Regions from separate parts of the Zea mays genome. Here regions 2 and 3 are each linked to region 1. The links are chromatin contacts, called in public Hi-C maps. All regions are on one chromosome and are shown on one strand. Each heading gives the region's core, a stretch centred on a gene start, on an enhancer-like site or on the middle of the called end of the contact. The rest is flanking DNA. Distances are from core to core; before and after follow the strand shown. Region 1 holds the start of LOC100304255 (RING/U-box superfamily protein). Region 2 holds the start of LOC100274476 (Patatin-like protein 6). Region 3 holds the start of LOC103626283 (N-alpha-acetyltransferase 38, NatC auxiliary subunit).

Region 1 (4,669 bases), core at 1,600-4,099:
AAAAGGGTATAATAAATTCCAAATAATGAAGAAACAAACAACCACCTCAACACACATGCCCACACATGCTCACACAGAACACAAACAAGGGGCGAACCACCAAGGACTGCAAGTGCTTATTATAACAGTATGAAAGGAAAGGGACGAGGGTACGGTTAATCACCCATAGTTGATGCTATCATTGAAGAAAGGAGGCCTAACACACACGAGAAAGGCAACGAAATTGCCAGTGCACGTGACTGCAAATCAGTAACCTGTTCAACGAAAGTACATGTCACAAAAGAATGGAGAGAAAAGTAATGTTGAACATTCAAATGTACTAGTAAATGAGGTAAGCAACGGCAACAAACCAGGAGTTGTTCCAAGAAACAGAAGTACGCAAGCATGCTAACCATCACCAGAATTGGAATGTCCTGCCAAAATCTGTCAGAAACTGAAGTCAGAGTGTAACGAGCATGCAAACCCATCAAGAAATAAAACAAAAACAGTGAAGATGTCATAGGTCCATCAATGTAGCATGATAGAACCAATCTACTCTCTCTCTCTCTCTCAACTATCTTTGACTTATGCTATTTTTTCGGACAAGGCTAATCTTACCTGTATTGTTGAGCTGCTCTCTGCTGAGCAGCATTTGCTACCCGCCTGTTTGCAGTTTGAGTTGGTATTCTCAGTAACATCACTGGCAGATTCTGAACTTCTTGTTTACAGACATCACATATCTTGTTTCCCTTGATGCTAAACCATTTGACAGCACAGTCTTGGTGTGCAAGTGCAAGTTCTCCTTTGCAGCTGCACTCCATTTTAAGTGTTTCACCTCCTTCGTTGAGTTCAACAAAACAAATTCTGCAGACTGCCTCTTCTTCAGGAATATCTTCGCCTCCATCTTCAGGGACTGTCAGGTACTCAACAATGCACTTACATGAGCCATGGTGCTTTTATGAAGCAAGATTCAATTTGGGTAGTTATCATAGTACTATAGAGGACTGTAAGAGTTTATACCATCGATTGTTTCTTCAATTATATCGCTTGATGTGGTTGCTTCGACTGGGACAGGTCTTGGGGTTGTTGGAATCACACGGATGACACCTAATGAATCTGCCCTCCTCAAACTTCTGTTTTTGCGATTTCCAGGTACTGAAAGTGAGCGCCTAATTTTTGCTTCAACTCCTTCATTCTGCTAGTAGTGTAAATAAAATCTTAATGCACTGGTAGTAGACTATTTATGGGCACAGCTTAGCAGAAAAAATATATGTACTTACAGTTGTAGTTGGCAGGGTATCTAATTGATTTGGAGGAGATGCAGCCTTGTCAGTAGTTCCTACAGGCGTTACTGGAAGAGAATGGGTCCTTTTTGCCGATAATGAGTTAATGACCTTTCTAAAAGAAAATGATCTTGCTGTGCTTGGATTATCCTGCTGCCCTTCAGATGACGTCCCAGGATTTAGAAGGACCACTCGATCACCTTCCTGGGCTGAACTCCTTGCTCTGAAACTGTGCTGAGGATTCATGTTCTTGATAGATGATTTTGTTCTCGTCGAATTAGGTCTCGGTGGCAAACCCACTCTCGTTGAACTGGGGCTGCAGGATATAGTAACTCTTGTCGATGAAGGTATATTGGTATCCAAGGTCCTAGCTGGTATTTGCAAAGAAAGGTTTGGCCTTCGCGAATTATGCCCAGGTGTAGTTTGGCCATTGCCATCCTGAACCGGTGCCTACACAGTCAAGTAAACAATACATCCAGAAACCATGGTCAAATAAACCAGATAAAGCTTGGTAAATGAGTGACGCAAAAAAGAGGAACCCCCATCACTTCCATGAAAGAGGGGCTTCATTTACCCATGATACCTCATCAAGCTTTATGAACAAATGGAGTGACAATATCCCGTATGTCCGCCGGAGTCTAAATTTACATGTCGACAAAAGAAAGTAAACTCAAAAGGAACGAAACTGAAACAGGCCATTAAATCCTCTTTTGATTTCCCCAATTCTATTCATAATGTCTGGCCGCGGCACAATCACATGGACATGCCGTAAATTAAAAATGCTAGTTCTTTAAGGTGTAACCTAGAGAATTCATGCGGTATAAGATTCTGAATCTGGCCTGGTATTACATTACTCAGAAGACGTTGAGCTAAATATGCACGCAATTGAATTCTACAGCTATACTTGTGGTGACATAATCACAGAGTTACCCAGTACACGGAAATAAAGAAAACTGATACAATACAGCAGTTTCATCAGAAAGGTAAAGGGCCTCAAAATAGAATCTAATCCAATTTTAGCTCATGTGACATGTGACACAGTGGTAGTACAAGGAGTCCAGTTAGGAAAAGAAGAGCAATTAATCACTGCCGAGGGAAAACTGCCGGATGAAGCAAAGCAGGAAATATTCGATCTTCTGGTCCTAATCTAGTTTGCCAAAAAATAAAAATAAAAAGAAAACCGAAGCGCAAAAGAGCAGAACAAAGATTCTCCCAGCTCAGCCACAATTCACCAGCAAAGGTCGCATCTTTGGAGTTGTAGCTAATCTAAGATCCAATTTAAATCCAATCAGATGAGAACAAGTAGGTGGTAATCGGTGGCGCGTAGTCTTCGCACGGGAATCAAGAAATTGGCAGAGCATGAGCCAAAACTGTACGAGAAATGGAGGGGGCAAATCTCAGGGGAGTAGGGCAAAGCAGGGCGTACGAATCTCACCGCTCGATCACCGGAGTACGGGGACGGTCCCTCGGCGCTCTCCATGAAGGATTCGATGAGCTCGAGGAAGAGCCGCAAGAATCCAGGGAGGGTGGGCAAGTGGTGTCGAAGTTCTTGGGCAGCAGCTCAGGGGAAGCGGTCCGGGAGCTGAAGGGCGCTTTTGCAAAGGCCAGTTTGTTGCCCGGGTCCATACTTTATCCTATTTACACCCTCCGTCTTAAAACAGTTGATATTGCAGATTTTCGAAAAATCAATTATTTTAAATTTTAACCATCTCTATTATATAAAGCATCGGTTTCATGGCCGTCCCGCGTCACCATTTTTCTTCCTGCTTAATAAAAAATGGAATAAAATTATACACAAATAAGAATTGAACTTTGATTGTTAAGACAACTTATATAATATACAAAAACTGTAGTAATGCATGGACTTATATACATATATATACACACACGTGCACATATCAATATTTATTTATAGTGCATAGTTAGTATTATTAGATAGATCTTTAAATTTTGTGTATAAATTTATATAGAGATATAAATGTTGCTAATAGTTTTTTTTATAAATCTAGTCAAATTTAGAAAATTTGGACCTATATAAATATTATAGCAATAACTATTGTAGAACAAAGTGAGTAGTCCTCTAGAGGTGAAGGAATGGTTAGATATTTGGAGGGATATCTAAAGGGAAAAATATTTGGTGGAAGACCACCTTAGTCCAGTTTGAACTCTTCTTTTACCTCCATTTTTTCCTGGACTATGAGACTAGACATTCACCCCAAATACCACTCGTTTTGAAAACGATTCAAACTTTGCCTTCATCTTCCATTCCACCATTACTAGATTTCTTTAGATTGGTTGAAATCGAGTTTTTTCTAACTTTGAGCAATATTTTTAACATATACATTGTAGACTAATGCACTATTAAGAAGTAAGTCAACGGGTCTTACAGAACTAACATGTTATTGATGTTGGTATATTTTCATATAAATTTGGTTAAGGTTTTAAAAAATAACTTTGAAAATATAAATGGCCTATATTTTAAAAGGAGGAAACATAATGTTGTTGGGGTTGAGCTCGTTCGAGTCGGTCAAGAGACTGAGTCGGACACTATCTCGCACTTTTATCGGGGTGCAACAATCTTATGGTTGTGATTCCTTACATACTGCATATATAAACAAAGAAGGTTGGCATATGAACCAACGTTCATTGTAGCCTCCTCTCTTATACAACACCTGTGTCACACCCGGATTTCGGGGGCACTAAGATCCGGGCGTGAACATAATCACCAAGTGTGTTGGGACCAAGTCTCACACATATGATAAATCATGGTACAGAAACGAATGTCACATCATTTATATATAATAGAGTCCTGTACAAAATAGTTAAATAATTATATCATATAAAGACAGCGATCCGGCAACCCAAAGTTGACTGGGAGACGGCGGCCTAGACCTCTCACGAACTCATCATAGCATCCTCCATACGCATCATCCTGTGGTACCTGTTCTTGACCTGTGGGAGTGTGAGACAGCAAGGGTGAGCTCACATACGTTCATCGCTCAACAAGTTGTGGGGAATAATGTGCATGAACTCGCCAAAGGTGGGAGCTCATGTGAAGTGTAAGGCTTACCAAAGAGGATGGCTAAAGCTGAGTATTGCTTTTAAAGTTGGTCAAAAATTTATTAGCAGTTACTAAGTGTAAGTAGATACCAACCCAAATAAGTAATAGATCAAAATTGGTAACAACACCCGCGATGCAATGCATATGACAAATTAAGTTTGGTTCCATAAATTAATCATGTGAGGGTCCGAGCCGCTCATGACCGTGAGCACGGCTAATATACCAGTTTTACACTCTTCAGAGGTTGCACATCTTTACCCACAAGTCATGTTACACATCTGTCAAGGGGTCATGAATCCCATACACCTCTACCAAGGAAGCGAGGAAGGGTAACACTACGAGGCCT
Region 2 (4,669 bases), core at 547-3,046, 210 kb after region 1:
AGACTATATTTATTTATAGTGCGTATATAACATCAAAATAATGTTTTGTATGTTCATTTACGTGTATGTGTGAACTCAGCCCTAATATAGGAGGACCAAGGTGGCTCGCCTGTTGCCCTAGTAAGACCGACTCCAACAGTTCCACCAAAGCCCCCTCAACCAAACATAGGGGGAGGTTTAGGGGATTTTGTCTCCAACACCTCTCCCTAAAGCTCCCCCTATGTACAAAGAGACATGAATCTTCTTGTATATATAGTGGGAGCATTATGATCCCTCTATATGTTAATTATTAACACATTTTAAACCCTAATTAGGCCCCATGCCATAATAAAAATATGTATTATGGTACTACAAACGTTGTATGAATTTTTAAATTTTCAAAAAAGATAAATACATGTTAATTAACTGAGTTATAGTGTATATGGTAGCTATATAAGGAGAATTGTTGGATACAAACTATATGTAGAAGGAGAATCTTTTAGGAGATGTAGTAAAATATATTAGAAATTACAGTTGGAGAGATCTGTAGGGAAAATTGTTGGAGAGAGCCACAAATGATTGTTTCTAGTCCTAGTTAGCTACAATAGAAGAATCCTAATTTTTCTTTAGAGTGTGCTTACCGTAGAAACCACACCACCTTGTTTTGTGTATTCCTAGTAATATGTTGACTTACTCATCTTCTTGTTAGATGCAGGGGTGTTTGGTTCTACCAAACTAAAATTTAGTCCATGTTACATCGAATATTTAAAAGACAATTACGAGTACTGAGTATAGTCTAATTATAAAGATGATTACATATATTAAGACTAACCAACGAGATGATTTATTAAGTCTAATTAAGCATATATTTAATACACGTAATTGATATTCAAACATTCAATGTGGCACGAACTAAACTTTAGTCTGGAAACCCAAACGCTTATTCCCCTTAAGACTTGTTTTGTTGCATGGAGATTAGTGGGGATCTAGGGCAATATAACCATTTGCTCAAAAAGGGATTATGTTGCGACTGGATCCCCTCTAACCTACATGCAACCAAACAAGCCATTAGGTTAGAAGGGATTGGGGAAAATGAACTATTTTCTCCTTAATCCCCGTTAACACCCTTCAACCCTCTTCTAACTAAACAAACCTTTATGTTCTTGGTTTATTAGGAATGTAGTGCTTGTCCTAGTTCTTTGCACTAGGCTGAGGATCGTAGCTGAACCATGTTGTTTTATTGATGTTGGTGTTGTAATTCTCTTCTTTCCCGCCGTTACTTATGTAATTAGTTCATGTTTTTTTGGAAAAATGAAAATACTTTGAAAAAAAAAAGAGATTTGCAAACTAGCCCTTGGATGGAAACTATTGTCCTCCACTTTTTTCGCTTTTCCGATGACCTTAGAAAAAATATGGTTGAAAAACATCATTTATTTTAGAATCTATATTTATCTACAGTGCCATATAACATCAAAATAATGTTTCATATGTTCATTTATTTGTACGTGTAACTAAGCTCTAATTTAGGAGAACCAAGATGGCCCACCTGCCGCCCTGGTAAGACCGGGCGAGGTAAAAGGGGAGAGCCGGAGAGGCGAGGAAAGGTCCGTAAAGAAACCAAGCGCGCCACAAAACCGAAGCATTGAGTGGTGAAGCGAGGACAGAAAAGGACACGCGGCTCAGCAGCGTCAATGGGCACGAGCGCGTGCTACCATGCGCCGTGGCGGGAAGCTAGAGTGCGCGGCTCCAGTATAAATTCTGCCGGGAAGACGGTGCCGCACACTCACCTCAGCCTCACCTGCCTTCCCAATCAATCGCATTCTCCGTCCGCGACCCAATCCAGGTGCCGACAGACCAGATACCAGAGCAAACAAGAAGCCGTCTCACTCCACGTCGCAAGGGAAATGGCCACCGCCTCGCTCGCACTGCTCGATCAGACGCTGCTGCCGTCCCCTCTGGCGTACAACGGCGGCTCCGACCGCCTCAGCCAGGAGATCTTCTCCATCCTCGAGTCCAACTTCCTATTCGGCGCGTCGCCGCTGGAGGGCGGCGCGTGCTCCGCGGGCCGCGTCCGCGTGCTGTCCATCGACGGGGGTGCCGACGGCGGCGCGCTGGCCGCCGCAGCGCTGGTACGGCTCGAGCGCCGCCTGCAGGAGCTCTCCGGCAACCCCGCCGCGCGCGTCGCGGACTTCTTCGACCTGGCGGCCGGCTCCGGCGCGGGCGGGTTCCTCGCGGCGGCGTTGTTCGCGTGCCGGATGCCCGCCGAGGCGGCGCGCGACGTCGTGGCCAAGAACCGGAAGGTCCTGTCCGGGCGTGGCGGGGGCCTGATGTCGTTCCGGCGCCCCGAGGCCGCGTTCCGGAAGGTGTTCGGTGACCTGACGGTGCGCGACGCCGCCAAGCCGCTGCTGATCCCGTGCTACGACATGGCCACCGCGGCGCCGTTCGTGTTCTCCCGCGCCGATGCCGTGGAGGCCGACGCGTTCGACTTCCCGCTGTGGCAGGTGTGCGCGGCGGCTTGCGGCGTGGGCCCCGCGGAGGTGGCGTCCCTGGACGGGCGCACCAGGCTGCGCGCCGCGTCGGGGGCGGGGGCAGGCGGGGGCGGCGCGTCGGCCGCCGTGGCCAACCCGACCGCCGTGGCGCTGACGCACGTGCTGCACAACAAGCGCGAGTTCCCCTTCGCCGCCGGCGCGGGAGATCTCGTGGTGCTGTCCCTCGGCGGGCGCGCCGCAGCCTCGCTGGGCCGGCTCTCGTCCTCCAGCCTCCTGCGCATCGCCGGAGCCTGCCAGGCCGACATGGTGAGCCTGCCTAGATGACCGTTTCTATCTCGAAAAGGGCGGCGGCGGCCGCCGCCGCCGCAGCAGCTGGAACGAAATGGAATGGACAAGACTGACACTGACACTGACAGTGCGCGCGGATTGTTTTGTTTTGCAGGTTGACCAGGCCGTGTCGATGGTGTTCGGGGAGAGCAGAGCGACCAACTACGTCCGCATCCAGGGCAACGGCATTGCGCCCGGCGAGACGGCGGAGGCGGCGCTGGCGGAGCGGGGCGTGGAGTCGGTGCTGTTCAGGGGAAAGAAGCTGATGGCGCAGACCAACGGCGAGCGGCTGGACGGCGTGGCGGAGCAGCTGGTCCGGGAGCACCACCGCCGACTGGAGAGCAAGACCCCCGTGGTGCTGGTGAAGCCCTCCGCCACGCCGCGGACGTCTTCGTCGTCGGCGTCCACGCTCATCACCGTGTCCACCAACTCGTCGTCGGAGTCGCCCTGAGACCGAGACGACGAGCGACCGACCGAGCGAGCCGTCAACAGACAGACAGAAGCAGCTCGGCTTTAACTAGCGTGGCCTTGCTTTGTTTTCAGCTTTTTTATTTATTGGTTCGTTTGGGTTTCTAGTTTAGCGCGGCGCCGGCGCCGGTGCTCGGGGTTTTGACTTTTGATTGCCTGCCGGCGCCGCCTGCGCGCTCGCTCCCGGTCCCGGCCGCCTGGCGCGGCCGGGAAGAAAGATCGAGGAGGGCTGTCGAGCGGCGAAGGCGCCAGAGATTTGTGTACGTAGCTAGAGGAAGGAGATGTGCCTGTATGTGTGCGTGTGCTGCAAACGCAGTGTATGTACGTGCGTACGTAGTAGAGTGCCCGGAGCTTGGATGATATTGCAATGCGATGTGACGATGCTACTGTCGGTGTGGCGTTTACTGATCACAGCTCAGCCCTTCTTCCTTTGTCCTGCGTCCTGGCCCTACGATACGATGCGATTCTTCAGAGTTTTACCTGATGGTGATGGCTTTGCTCCCGAACATTCTGATAGTGGAGTATTTTTTCTCTCTCTCTTTTTCACGCCATGGACTGATGAGCTGGAGGAGGAGAAAACACAACATCGTGAGGAGTACGAACTAGTACGTACTATCTGGCAGGAAGCCGTACGACTCGTTGGTCATCGCCATGAATGTGCTTGCTCACGCTCAGTGTGTGGTGGTTCAGCTGCCATCTCGGATCGGGAGACCCGACATGCTCTGCCGACCGACACCGACATACATCATCCATGTCTTGGCACGGAACGTAAAAGCGGAAAAGCACTATTGTTGGGCCGGGCTGTACTTTCGCGCCCCAGATTCTTTTGGTGCCAAGGCAACGCAGTGCATGCAGTGGAGAGGCATCGAACAAGGCCCAGAAAGGTACAAGAAGAGCCCTCGGGAATTTCCGGCCGGCTTTGTCAACATAGTCGAGCAGCGCCCAGATCTTCTTGGGCCTGCACGTTCGGCCTAGATCCATAACAGTAATTTTGGCCCAATGATGCTAAAAAAAGGGGTGGTAATTTTGGCCTGCAACGTTCAGGAAATATGCGAAATACGTTTTTGTTGCTCCCAGCTGGAAGGCCATTGTTCTCCTCACCTCGCAACAGAGCCCAAAACCTTGTTTTGTTTTTTTGATGATCATCTCATCTCCCATTGCAAAAGACAGCCAGCAGCTTGGAAGAGTGTAGCGAACAGTGCAATGTAGCCGTGGCAGCACATGATCAAACAAAAGCAACTCTGTTGTTAGGTGCCCTTGCCCAAAATCTTTGGCCGGCCTGGGCATGAAGGATTTGGTCGCCGGCGTTTTAGAGTTTAGACTGACAACCAAAATGAGTAGGAGAAGCTATGCAAAACTTGCACGACAATTATGCTAGACGATGCAAAAAAAAGTAGGAGTAGATT
Region 3 (4,669 bases), core at 1,466-3,965, 150 kb before region 1:
ATTTAGCCCTGTCACCTCAACTTGTGCCACCTTGCTAGGTAGCGCCTCCTTGCTTCTTGTTGCTTTAAGAGCAAAGGGTTGAGGCTCATTGATTGGACCATTCAATGTGTCGTCCACGTATCTCGCCTCCTTGATCATCATTCGCCCGCTCACGAACTTTCCAAGAACTTCTTCGGGTGACATCTTGGTGTACCTAGGATTTTCACGAATACTGTTCACCAGATGTGGATCAAGTACAGTAAAGGACCTTAGCATTAGGCGAACGACGTCGTGGTCCGTCCATCGCGTGCTTCCGTAGCTCCTTATTTTGTTGATGAGGGTCTTGAGCCGGTTGTATGTTTGGGTTGGCTCCTCTCCCCTTATCATTGCAAATCTCCCGAGCTCGCCCTCTACCAACTCCATCTTGGTGAGCAAGGTGACGTCGTTCCCCTCATGAGAGATCTTGAGGGTGTCCCAGATCTACTTGGCATTGTCCAAGCCGCTCACCTTATGGTACTCGTCCATGCACAAAGAGGCTAACAACACAGTAGTAGCTTGTGCATTTTTATGAATCTGTTCATTAATAAATATAGGACTATCCGAGCTATCAAATTTCATTCCATTCTCAACAATCTCCCATATACTTGGATGGAGAGAGAACAGGTGACTACGCATTTTGTGACTCCAAAATCCGTAGTCCTCCCCATCAAAGTGTGGAGGTTTGCCAAGAGGGATGGAAAGTAAATGTGCATTTGAGCTATGCGGAATACGAGAGTAATCGAAAGAAAAGTTCGAATTAACCGTCTTTCTTTTGTCGTAGTCGTTGTCGTCGTTGTCCTTTTGGGAAGAAGTGGACTCATCGCTGTCATCGTAGTAGATGATCTCCTTGATGCGTCTTGTCTTCTTCTTCTTCCCATCTTTGCGTTTGTGGCCCGAGCCCGAGTCGGTAGGCTTGTCATCCTTCGGCTCGTTGACGAAGGACTCCTTCTCCTTATCGTTGATCACAATTCCCTTCCCCTTAGGATCCATCTCTTTGGGCGATTAGTCCCTTTGTGAAGATAACGGCTCTGATACCAATTGAGAGCACCTAGAGGGGGGGGTGAATAGGTGATCCTGTGAAACTTGAAACTTAATCCACAAAAACTTGATTAGGTGTTAGCACAATAATGCCAAGTGGCTTAGAGAGGAGTCTCAACAAAACACAACAACCCAACTAGAGATCAATCACAGAGATGGCACAGTGGTTTATCCCGTGGTTCGGCCAAGACCAACGCTTGCCTACTCCACGTTGTGGCGTCCCAATGGACGAGGGTTGCAATCAACCCCTTTCAAGCGGTCCAAAGACCCACTTGAATACCACAGTGTTTTGCTTGCTTTACTATATCCCGTTTGCGAGGAATCTCCACACTTTGGAGCCTCTCGCCCTTACACTTGAAGTTCACAAAGAAGCACGAAATAAGGGAGGGATGAGCAACACACTCAAGACAAGAAATCACAACAACACCACGCACACAAGTCGCAACAAGAGCTCACAACACAACTCAACGAGTTCACAACTCAACTAGAGCTCTAATTGCTATTGCAAGGAATCAAAAGCGCGGAATCGATGTCTTAGTGCTTAGGAATGCTTAGAGAATGCTTGGTGTTCTCCTCCATGCGCCTAGGGGTCCCTTTTATAGCCCCAAGGCAGCTAGAAGCCGTTGAGTGCATTCCAGGAAGGCATTTCTTGCCTTCTGTCGACTGGCGCACCGGACAGTCCGGTGCACCACCAGACACTATCCGGTGCGGATCTCTTTCCTTATTTGGCGAAGCCGACCGTTGGTGCCTTGGAGCCGTTGGCGCACTGGACACTGTCCGGTGCACACCGGACAGTCCGGTGCCCCCTTCTAACCGTTGGCTCGGCCACGCGTCGCGCCCAGATTAAGCGGCCGACCGTTGGCCCGGCGACCGTTGGCTCACCGGACACTGTCCGGTGCACACCGGACAGTCCGGTGAATTATAGCCGTACGCCGTTAATTTCTTCCCGAGAGCAGCAAGTTCCCCTGAGCCGGACAGCCCGGTGCACCCAGACAGAGCTAACTTTGGCTGAACAAAGCCATCTTTCTTCCAATTCGATTTCTCCTGTTTCCAGTACTTAGACACAATACATTAGTCTATAAAACAATGTACTAAGTCTGAGAAACATACCTTTATACTTGATTTGTACTTTGTCCACCATTTGACACTTAGGCACTTGTACTGGACACTAAATCACCAAAACACTTAGAAATGGCCCAAGGGTACATTTCCCTTTCAGTTTGGCGCTCGAAAAAGGTGTCAACAAAACTCATTTCGCAAGAACGTACTGTTAGGGGTCTATTATGCCGACGGTCCCTATTTAACCTTCATTTTGGCACAAGCAAGTGTGTTTCAGGTGCTCTTCTACTGATGGAAGAAGCTGACTTTCGGCCAAAGCAACATATAAAGAAGCTTCGGCTATACGCGCAGTGTTGATTTTATAACCGATGTGGATTGTGGGTTGAATAAAAGGAAACCCCGGGACTCTTTTGCTCTTTTCCTGACCGAAGGGATATCGGCGTACGAGAACCACACGATCTAATTTAAGCGGTCTCGACTAGACTCATTACTTAATGAACCGTGTGAGATCTGAGTCGTCCGATCAGATATGGACGACCCGATTTAAAAAGTCTCGATCTAATCTACACTATCCACCGCATGATCGACGGCTCCACACCCTTGTACGAGTTGATCTACCAGAAGGGGATCCTTCTTGGCACAATGGAAGGACCACCAGGGCTATCCCAAGCGATCCCGGTTTCTGGAGATGCGTACTGCAACAGCTCCACTACGCACGTGGATGCTGCCGGCAGCAGCTCACCGGCCGTCGCGAAGCTCCGGAAGCTGCTGTTCCGCCGGATGCTCATCGGCGTCAACGACGGCCGCTACTTCCATGGCCTGTTCCACTGCATCGACAAGCAGGGCAACATCATCCTCCAGGACGCCGTCGAGTACCGCAGCGCCCGGCATTGCTTGCCTCCGACGGAGCATAGGTGCCTGGGGCTCATCCTGATCCCGGCCGCCTGCCGGTCGTCTTGCCAGGTTGATTGCTCCGTTGAAGAGAAGATGTCGCTCATGTGTTTGGAGTGAATGGTGCTTCTAAATATGTGTTACTATGCTTTCCAAGCTACTCAGGAATCATGATAGATAAACCCTTTTGTATAACATTCCTAGATCTTGCTGGGATTTAATTTGCATCGATTCTGCTATCTGAGAGAGACCCTGCATGATTTTTTTCTTTTTTGTTGTATCAGCTAACATCTTCGAAGAAAATTGGTGCTCCTATTTTAAAGAATTGCTTATTTGAAAACTTTTACCATGGTCATTTCATTTAAGGAATGATTTGATGCAGCTGTTAGTGTACATGAGCATTTCTATTTTTTACTATGATGTAGAGTTAATTTTCCGTAGTCTTAAGTTAATTTCAAAGGTGCATCGATCAACAAACAGGAGTTCAGAAGAGTGCATATCAAAGAAATTAAAAATTGTTGAACTAGTTAAGTCTGGGACTGCAGCACCACAAGGAAGTCTCCTTTGCTCAAAGGGGTTGAGCAAATTAAATCTATTTCTATTCAATTTTGATTAACAAAGAATAAGCCTTAATAGGGAATTTAGCTTCATGTCTCGTAAAAAACGGAGAAAATCTGTGATAGATCAACTGCATTCAAAACTCCCGAAAATCTGTGATAGATCAATTGCATACAACATCATTGACAGATAACGTCGGCCAGAGAGCAACCCATTCAAGCTCTGTTCTATTTTGAACTTAAACTTTTGTGGAAGTAAAACAACTAGCAATTACATATCTTCTTTCTCGTATAATCTGACTATTCAATCCTGAAAATTTTGAACTCTGCAACATGAAATTTGAGGGTGCAACATGAAATGGCCTCTAGCTGAGTTAGTTAGATGGTCTGATTAGCACTTCTCAGGTCCTGAGTTTCAATCTTAGTAAGACCAAATTTCAGGCTGAGCTTGAAAAAGTCACTCGCTGGTCCCTGGTTGTATACACACGAGATAAACTGACCTATGAGGGACAAATCCTCGTGTAGGGACCAGGAAGGCTCAAAGCACGAGCAAAAATCTGGACTATAGAGGACGGACCCTAATGTTGCACGAGGGTTAGCTTTCGTGATCTTACTCGATCGGGGCTGCGATTGAACTTCTTATTAATATAATACAGGAGGGGGACGGTCTTTCCCCTACCGGCCGAGTTTTTTAAACAAATATAGCAGTACATATGATGCAAATCAATGCCTTCTAGCAAAAAATGGTTTACAGCGTGAGCCTTGACACTATCATTGCTCAACTCCATTTTAATTGACATCTTCACCATCAAACCATTTTAGACAAGGAATGAGCATCATGACAATAGTTCTGAAGTTCTCCTTGCTTGCAACTGCATTTCCTTTTATATCAAGCTGTGCCAACTTCAGAGATCTGAAAAACAGTATGGCATCCCAGTATTCCTCCACGTTGATATTTACCTTCTGGTACGCTTCAAAAGCTTCACTTGCTTCCATTTTGTGTGAGAATGGAGACGAGCAGATATACCGTGTTGTGTCAATTGAGTGAGCTCCAATCTTGTTGAAAGATAAATCCAGAACTTTCAATGAGATTATCTTCGTAAGGG

Evidence for each region. Hi-C and Micro-C count contacts between places; a contact is called where the count stands out from the background.
Region 2: a Hi-C map of leaf shows a contact between it and region 1, with 5 times the contacts expected there. The contact joins the promoter of LOC100274476 here to the promoter of LOC100304255 in region 1. A contact is called at or near these places in 3 of 25 Hi-C or Micro-C datasets (all in leaf).
Region 3: a contact with region 1 is called in a Hi-C map of leaf, with 4 times the contacts expected there. The contact joins the promoter of LOC103626283 here to the promoter of LOC100304255 in region 1. A contact is called at or near these places in 3 of 25 Hi-C or Micro-C datasets (ear, endosperm and leaf).

The regions. Positions count from the first base shown.
Region 1 is chr5:44,148,679-44,153,347 of Zm-B73-REFERENCE-NAM-5.0, forward strand. It overlaps LOC100304255 (RING/U-box superfamily protein), which reads right to left and starts at 2,850. Exons shown (of 9, transcript NM_001165698.1): 1 at 2,698-2,850; 2 at 1,260-1,712; 3 at 1,000-1,174; 4 at 598-892; 5 at 351-423; 6 at 164-254. The coding sequence starts at 2,742.
Region 2 is chr5:44,363,649-44,368,317 of Zm-B73-REFERENCE-NAM-5.0, forward strand. It overlaps LOC100274476 (Patatin-like protein 6), which reads left to right and starts at 1,797. Exons shown (of 2, transcript NM_001148835.1): 1 at 1,797-2,774; 2 at 2,911-3,648. The coding sequence starts at 1,884. The coding sequence ends at 3,246.
Region 3 is chr5:43,995,009-43,999,677 of Zm-B73-REFERENCE-NAM-5.0, forward strand. LOC103626283 (N-alpha-acetyltransferase 38, NatC auxiliary subunit) reads left to right here and starts at 2,716. Exons shown (of 1, transcript XM_008646673.3): 1 at 2,716-3,361. The coding sequence starts at 2,758. The coding sequence ends at 3,126. LOC100285137 (rab geranylgeranyl transferase like protein) reads right to left here. Exons shown (of 8, transcript NM_001158031.1): 8 at 4,206-4,669. The coding sequence ends at 4,353.